Linked DNA regions of Pan troglodytes: region 2 is linked to region 1. Evidence: chromatin contacts called from public Hi-C data. All regions are on one chromosome and are shown on one strand. Each heading gives the region's core, a stretch centred on a gene start, on an enhancer-like site or on the middle of the called end of the contact. The rest is flanking DNA. Distances are from core to core; before and after follow the strand shown.

Region 1 (3,058 bases), core at 559-3,058:
TGTCTCTATTCCTTCCTAAGAGAAACAATATGCAACCTGGGTTTCCAGACTTTACTTTAAATCAGATTTGTCAGCACAGCAAGGCAATTCCAGATTACATCAAATAAGATGTCAAAGATGGCCCTGGCCCCTGCAGAGGGATGGACAGGCACCTCTGTATTGGCTTATGACGCAAGGAGAGGGCCCCACCTGCCTCTGCCCCAGATGATCCTCATTTGCTGCATGTTATGTCAGAACCCACAAAAATGCAGCCTGGGGTGTGCATGTCCTTCCCTAACCCTGGGATTGCTGAACACATAAGTGTTTTACCTCATTTCTATCATCACTTCATCTCCATTACAACGTTGAGACATAGTTAAAGGATTTCCACTAATAGGAGGCTTATTAATTTTAATTGACAAAAGGAATTACAGAGGGCCCTTTGTTTCAGAACAGTTCGACACGGGCAAGGAGAGATGCCATTTCCCCAAATGGGCAGATCTTCTTTTCTTCCTCAGGGCCTCAGGTTAACAGCCACATACATGGGCAGGCCCACAGTGAACACTGTTCTCTATTGGAGTTTGCATGGCCTCCCTGTATCACTTCAAAGATCCATAACAACACAGTCCCTCCCAGGGCTTCCAGGCCTGTGGCTACCTGTTACTTCATGCCTCTGGTATTTTCAGTGGTGGCCAGCCTGAACTCACACAGCTGCAGCTGCAGCCACCAACAGCTTTATGTTTTGTGCCTGCCAAGACTCCCCTGCACAGCTGTGACCAATCATTCATTCAGCAAAATGTGCTGAACCAGCCATTCCCATGTGCTAGACAGTAGCCCAGATGCCCTGGTACCACCAATCACATTTGGCCTGGAATGCTTTCCTACCACTTTCCCCACCCTGTGGGCTTTAGGGTCAGAGAGATCCAGGCTCCATCATTTACAATTCATGAGATCATGGATTAGTTACTTAGTCTCTTAAGCCTCAGTTGCTCTGGGTATAAATAATGTAATGTGAAAGTATAACAATGTAAAATGATGTCATATATAAATTGTTTAGCTCAGTGCCTAGACCATAGAGTAAAAACCAGAGTCTCTCAACCTCAACACCACTGACATTTTGGGAGGTATAATGTTTTGTTGTGGAGGTTGTCCTGTGCATTGTAAGGTACTGAGCAGAATGCCTGGTCTCTATCCACTAGATGCCAGCTGTGACAACCAAAAATGTCTCCAGACATTGCCAAGTGACCCTTGGAGAACAAAATTGCCCTTGGTTGTGAACCACTGTGTGAAAACTAAAATAATAGTTTCTGCCATTACTATCATTATCATCGAAATAGCATATTCAAGCACACCATTGAAAATTCAAATTCTGCCTACATAGGAGGAAAGCATGTGAGATCCAGAAAAGTCAGAGAACTGAGCTTACCCTTACAATGATCCTTTCAGAGATGTGGGCAGACAACAGATAGAACTGGTCTTGGTTAGCAGCATACAGTCCAACCACCAACATGAAGTATCTAATTCAGAGACAGCAGACCAATGCCAATGCATCAGGAATGGAGACACAATTTGTACAATCAAATACCACCCAACAGTTGATCAATAGTGAACTTATCGAGAAGAGTTTGCTTATTTAAAGACTGCCTTTTCCCTTCTGTTCTAAGTTGTCCCCCCAGTGAAACAAGAGAGTAGTTGATTCACTTGCTATTGTTCTGGGTCAGCTCTTTGCCCAGTTGGTGGTATTTGTGAGCTGTTTTACATGCCCCAAAAGAGCAGGAAAGCAGGCCACCCTGCAGAGACATCCCAGGAGGGGTCTGGAGTCAGCCTATCTGTGCTGATTCAGCACAGGCCTCTCTATGCTGCAGTCCTGAGCCCTCAGCACAGCATGGCTCACAAATACAACAGGAAGCCACCTTAAAGGTCCCTTTGTTCAGAGCCCCAGAAGCCACATGGCCTGGGCCTTAATGGAGACTGACTCCTAGGGTCTGCCCCACCACACTGGATCCTTCCCAGTTCAGCCTGCTCTTGGCCATATATCCTGTGCCTTCAACAACCACAGGGCTTGACTTTAGCCAAAGACTGAGACCTCCCCTTCGATTGCTTCCAAGGCAATTTTCATCACTGTTATTTCAATTCCTCTTCATACGTACCACTGATGAGACAGTTTTAAGACTAGACCACTTCTTAAAAGTCAAAATTAAAACTATCCACATCAAAGAAGCTTTTGCCCAAGAACTGCATGAAAAAACTTCACCAGCTTCCTCTGTAACATTCCTATTCTCTTAGAGAACAAGAGTTTCCCTCTGCATCTAAAGTAAATCAGTAAGAGTAGTAACCGTTATCATTATTATTATTAGTTACTGTCAAGAGCTCAGTGTGTCATATACCGGGCTAAGCAGTTTACCTACATTAGTCTATTTAGAGCCCCAAAACAACTTTATCGGAGTAGAATATTGTTATTGTCTCTATTTTATAGGACAGGAAAATGAGTCTCAGAGAGGTTAAGTTATATGCCCAAGGTCACCCACCCAGTAAATGCCAGTATCAAGTAGTCAGATTCAATTCTATCCAACTCCAAAACCTATGTTCTAAAACCAGCAGTTCTCAAACTTGAGCATGTATCAGTGTCACCTGGAGGGTTTGTTAAAATACAAATTGCTAAGCCCCATCCCCAGAGTTTTCGATTCAGAGTTTTTGATTCTTCAGTAAGGCCCGAGAACTCGCATTTTTAACAAGTTTCCATCTCTGCTAGTCCCGGAACCACACTTTGAAAACCACAGGTCTAAATCATGAAAACAAGTTATTTTCTTTTTTAATCAAAAAGGTCATAGCAGAACTTCAAGACTAGAGATCAGCACACTGGTTGAGAAATGCAGCCAGCCCTCAATCTGTGGATGGCAATGAGACATAAACATGTGGTCACTCTAGAAAAACGTGGAGGCAATCGAGCCAGGCAGAGATAGGGCAGGGCAGGAAAGTGGGCATTGCAGGGCATGGGGTTGGGAGAAGAAAGATGTCCACAGGTAAAGGAGAAATGTTAATAAACTGAGAGTCAGAGAAGGGAGGAAAGTGGCTTAGA
Region 2 (3,149 bases), core at 496-2,995, 340 kb before region 1:
CATACAGAGCTTACTAATTATCTTGGTCCATTATAAAACATTCCAATGAACTGGGATCTGAATATAGACACTTAACCATTTCAGCCAACTATGATTCTTAACCCTTTCAATCTGCAATAGTTACCTTACAAAATTGTGAGATTTATTCATTGACGTTTGGAAAGAACTGTTGTCAATTATGCCAAGCATTCCCAAACTCAACATCAACCTTGCATGTAAATGGATACTTTAAAATTTCTATCTCATCCCTCACCCCATACTTTATTCTTTCCATTTATATTGCTTCAAAAGGGAAATCAACAGTCACACTTATGATTCCGAGCTCTAAAAATTCCTAATATTAAGCATGACACTAAATATGTCCAACTTTGAACCTTAAATTCAAGTTGGCCTCCCTCGTGAACTGACTTTAACTGAGTACTTTTTACCATTTCGCCAAGAACTAAGGGTTCAAAGCAGTGTACTTAATTATGAGGAATTGCCCAAACGATTTTAAAACGAGTGGGATTCTCTGACCAAGACTTTTATGAAAATGAAACAAAATATGTTGCACTCAGTCTTCCGGATGTTGAAAAGTGAAGACGTCTCCAAGGATTCGAAGGAAGTTGATGTTTAGGTTCCCTCTGAGAGGGTGGTACCCTTATGTAAGACTTTTGTGGTAGTAATAACGTACCTACAGGCCTGGAATAAATATAAGGTCTAAAACCTTGGAAATACTTTGTATAAAAGAAAACTCCAATTCTCTTTTGCTAAGGACCACAGTTACCAAGAGTTATCGGCTTTCACCCGGACAGACAACAGTGCTTCAATGAAGAACTACAAAGGCCTCTTTTAACCCTACTCTTTTCTTCTGTTAAACTTTTAAGCGAGACCTACGACAGCAAAAGGTGGAGAGGCCCCTGCGGAAGTAGAAACCCAGGGCTTGCAACTTCACAGACAGAAGCGCCTGTGGTTCCTCCGCCGCCCCAGGACCATCCGGACTCAGTCTACGACACTACGGAAGCTTCACCTTCCTGGTGCGGTGGCAGAGGCGGCATCGCAGTTGCATTCCTTCTCCCTCCACCATGCACAGCCTTCGGTATCCCAGGGCCTGCAGGCTCCTGACACCCGTTAGCCAGTCCAGTGTCTCCCATCTGACACTTGCAAACACACTAACAGAAATACACATAACTGGCAGATGATATACGTGTATTGAGAGAAGGTAAGAAGCCACAGACAGCAACAGCTGCCAGGAAGGCGGCAGAGCCGTCTAAAGCGGGCTCGAGCTCGTCGGCCACGGCCGCTGCCGTCTTCTCTTCTCCCCCAGGAAGCAGCGCGGCGGCAGCGGCTCCTCCGCGCTGGCGGGAGCCTAGGGGAGTGGAGTCTGGGGAAGCCCCACCACTCGCGGATGGGACCGGGCCTAGGATCTGGAGCTGCTGCTGCTGCAGCGGCCCGAGTACAGCGACGCTTTACGTCCGGTCCACCACCACCCCCATACACACCCCCTCCCTCCCTCCACCGCCGCCACCCCCCTCCCCGCCCGCTCCGCTCTCCCTCTCTCGATTGGAGCCGAGACAAAAGCAACGGGGAGCGGTGGGCCGGGACGCTACCGGCGGACCCTGGGCGCGACCGGACCGGCCCCGGGGCATTCCCCCGCCTTGCGGGGGCCCCGAATCTGCCGCCCCCGCCGCGCGCCCCGCTGCCAGACTTCCGAAAATTTACCAAAAACTCACCGCATGAATTTTCTTGTCCCGCGGATCCAAGATGGCGACGTATCCACCGCGGAGGCTGCTGGGAGCAAGACCTTTACCCTCTGACCGCCGCCGTGACCCCCGTCGCTCCGGCTTCCCTCCAGGCGGCAGCGGAAGGTGGGAGCGACGACTGCAAAACGGCAGCGATGGGGTGGGTAGGCCGCTTTCAGCGCGCTTGTAACAAGGTGGAGAGAGGCGCTTCACTTCCCTACCGCCCTTACCGCCGCTCCGTCTTGTCTCCCACCGACTCACAGGGAGGCTTGCTGCTCCTCCGCGGCCGTTACAGAGAGCGGGGCTTCTGCGGCCGCTACCGTTTCCCTGGGGCTAGGTTACTTCGCAGAAGGCTCTGGCCCTGAGTCCGAGGGGGGACTGCGGGGTCCAGGGGCGATGAATGGTGAGGTGGCTTCAGTCCGCCCTCCCCGGGGACGCTGAGCGTGTTCGTGTTTGTGTTTGTGTTGGACACCCCCGCCCCCGCACGTCCGCCTCGTCACTCCTCCCCTCCTCACTCCCGCCACCTGGAGCGAATCTGACCGTGTCCCTGTTTCCTCCCTCAGCTCCCGCAACCTCCGGAGCTTGTGCGCGTACTTCAGGGACCGGCACCACGTCACCGTCACCTCCTGAGTAGTGAGTTCCCCTCTGATGAAACCACTGGTGTATTTACTCACCATCCCCACCATTTTTTTCCCCCCAACCTGATGGAAGGAAGTACATAATGGAGAGCAAGTTTTTAAAGCACGGTCGTGTCGTGTGAACTTGCTCTAGCCAAATTAGGTTTATAGCACTTTTTTTGGCTCTCATTACCTCCAGTCCCCACATAAACAAGAGTGACCAGCTGGGTCATCCGCAAGACCGTTTGAAATTATTGTGGCTTGGGTGGAAACTTAAAGGAGTGAAGTATCTGCTTTCCAGAAAAATCGTTGTCGTTCAAAGTGAAATTAAACTTGTTTTCTTTGCAATAATTCGCCTTTATTTCCTTGTATATCTGTAAACTCTTCACTTTTTTGTAATTACTAGACAATTCGGACTTAAAAAGAGCCTCAGCATGTGTATTTTGGAATTGTGTAGCTTCATAATGTGAAAATTATTCTTTTCTATTTGAGTAATTGAAGTACAGTTAATTTGAAGTAAATAAAATTTCTATTTCCATTGGTTGTTTCTTTTAAAAAGTCACCTTTTACTTACAAAAGAATCACTGTAATCCAGTTTACATTTATCATTGAAAGTCAAAAGCAAGAAATAGGAAGAAACACAAGCATACTATAAAATAAAAGGTAACTGTCATGTTTTTGAAGGTAAGGTGTTTTGACATATCAGCAGACATTGTGTGAATTTATTTCAACTCCTAGTGGTACTGGTGTAGGTAGAAAATGTTTTGCTTGGTTATTGATTTCATCAAACACTCTACTTCACTGTTTTTTT

Evidence for each region. Hi-C and Micro-C count contacts between places; a contact is called where the count stands out from the background.
Region 2: a Hi-C map of induced pluripotent stem cells shows a contact between it and region 1, with 1.8 times the contacts expected there. The contact joins the promoter of CNOT2 here to the enhancer-like site in region 1. A contact is called at or near these places in 3 of 7 Hi-C or Micro-C datasets (induced pluripotent stem cells and stem cell-derived neural progenitor cells) and 1 of 1 datasets of contacts at active chromatin or transcription factors (stem cell-derived excitatory neurons).

What each region holds. Positions count from the first base shown.
Region 1 is chr10:76,641,236-76,644,293 of NHGRI_mPanTro3-v2.0_pri, reverse strand. It overlaps MYRFL (myelin regulatory factor like), which reads right to left. Exons shown (of 25, transcript XM_016924934.3): 10 at 1,406-1,496. Among named protein-coding and RNA genes, the nearest start is that of MYRFL, 79 kb to the right of the region's middle. Within about 2 kb of position 1,808, at least 3 of the 24 cell types and tissues checked have an H3K27ac peak or open chromatin away from gene starts, as enhancers often do. A contact at or near this core is called in induced pluripotent stem cells, where this site is marked.
Region 2 is chr10:76,977,243-76,980,391 of NHGRI_mPanTro3-v2.0_pri, reverse strand. It overlaps CNOT2 (CCR4-NOT transcription complex subunit 2), which reads right to left and starts at 1,745. Exons shown (of 17, transcript NM_001280492.1): 1 at 1,713-1,745. It overlaps LOC134807584, which reads left to right and starts at 1,388. Exons shown (of 2, transcript XM_063786926.1): 1 at 1,388-1,847; 2 at 2,285-2,876. The coding sequence starts at 1,388. The coding sequence ends at 2,355.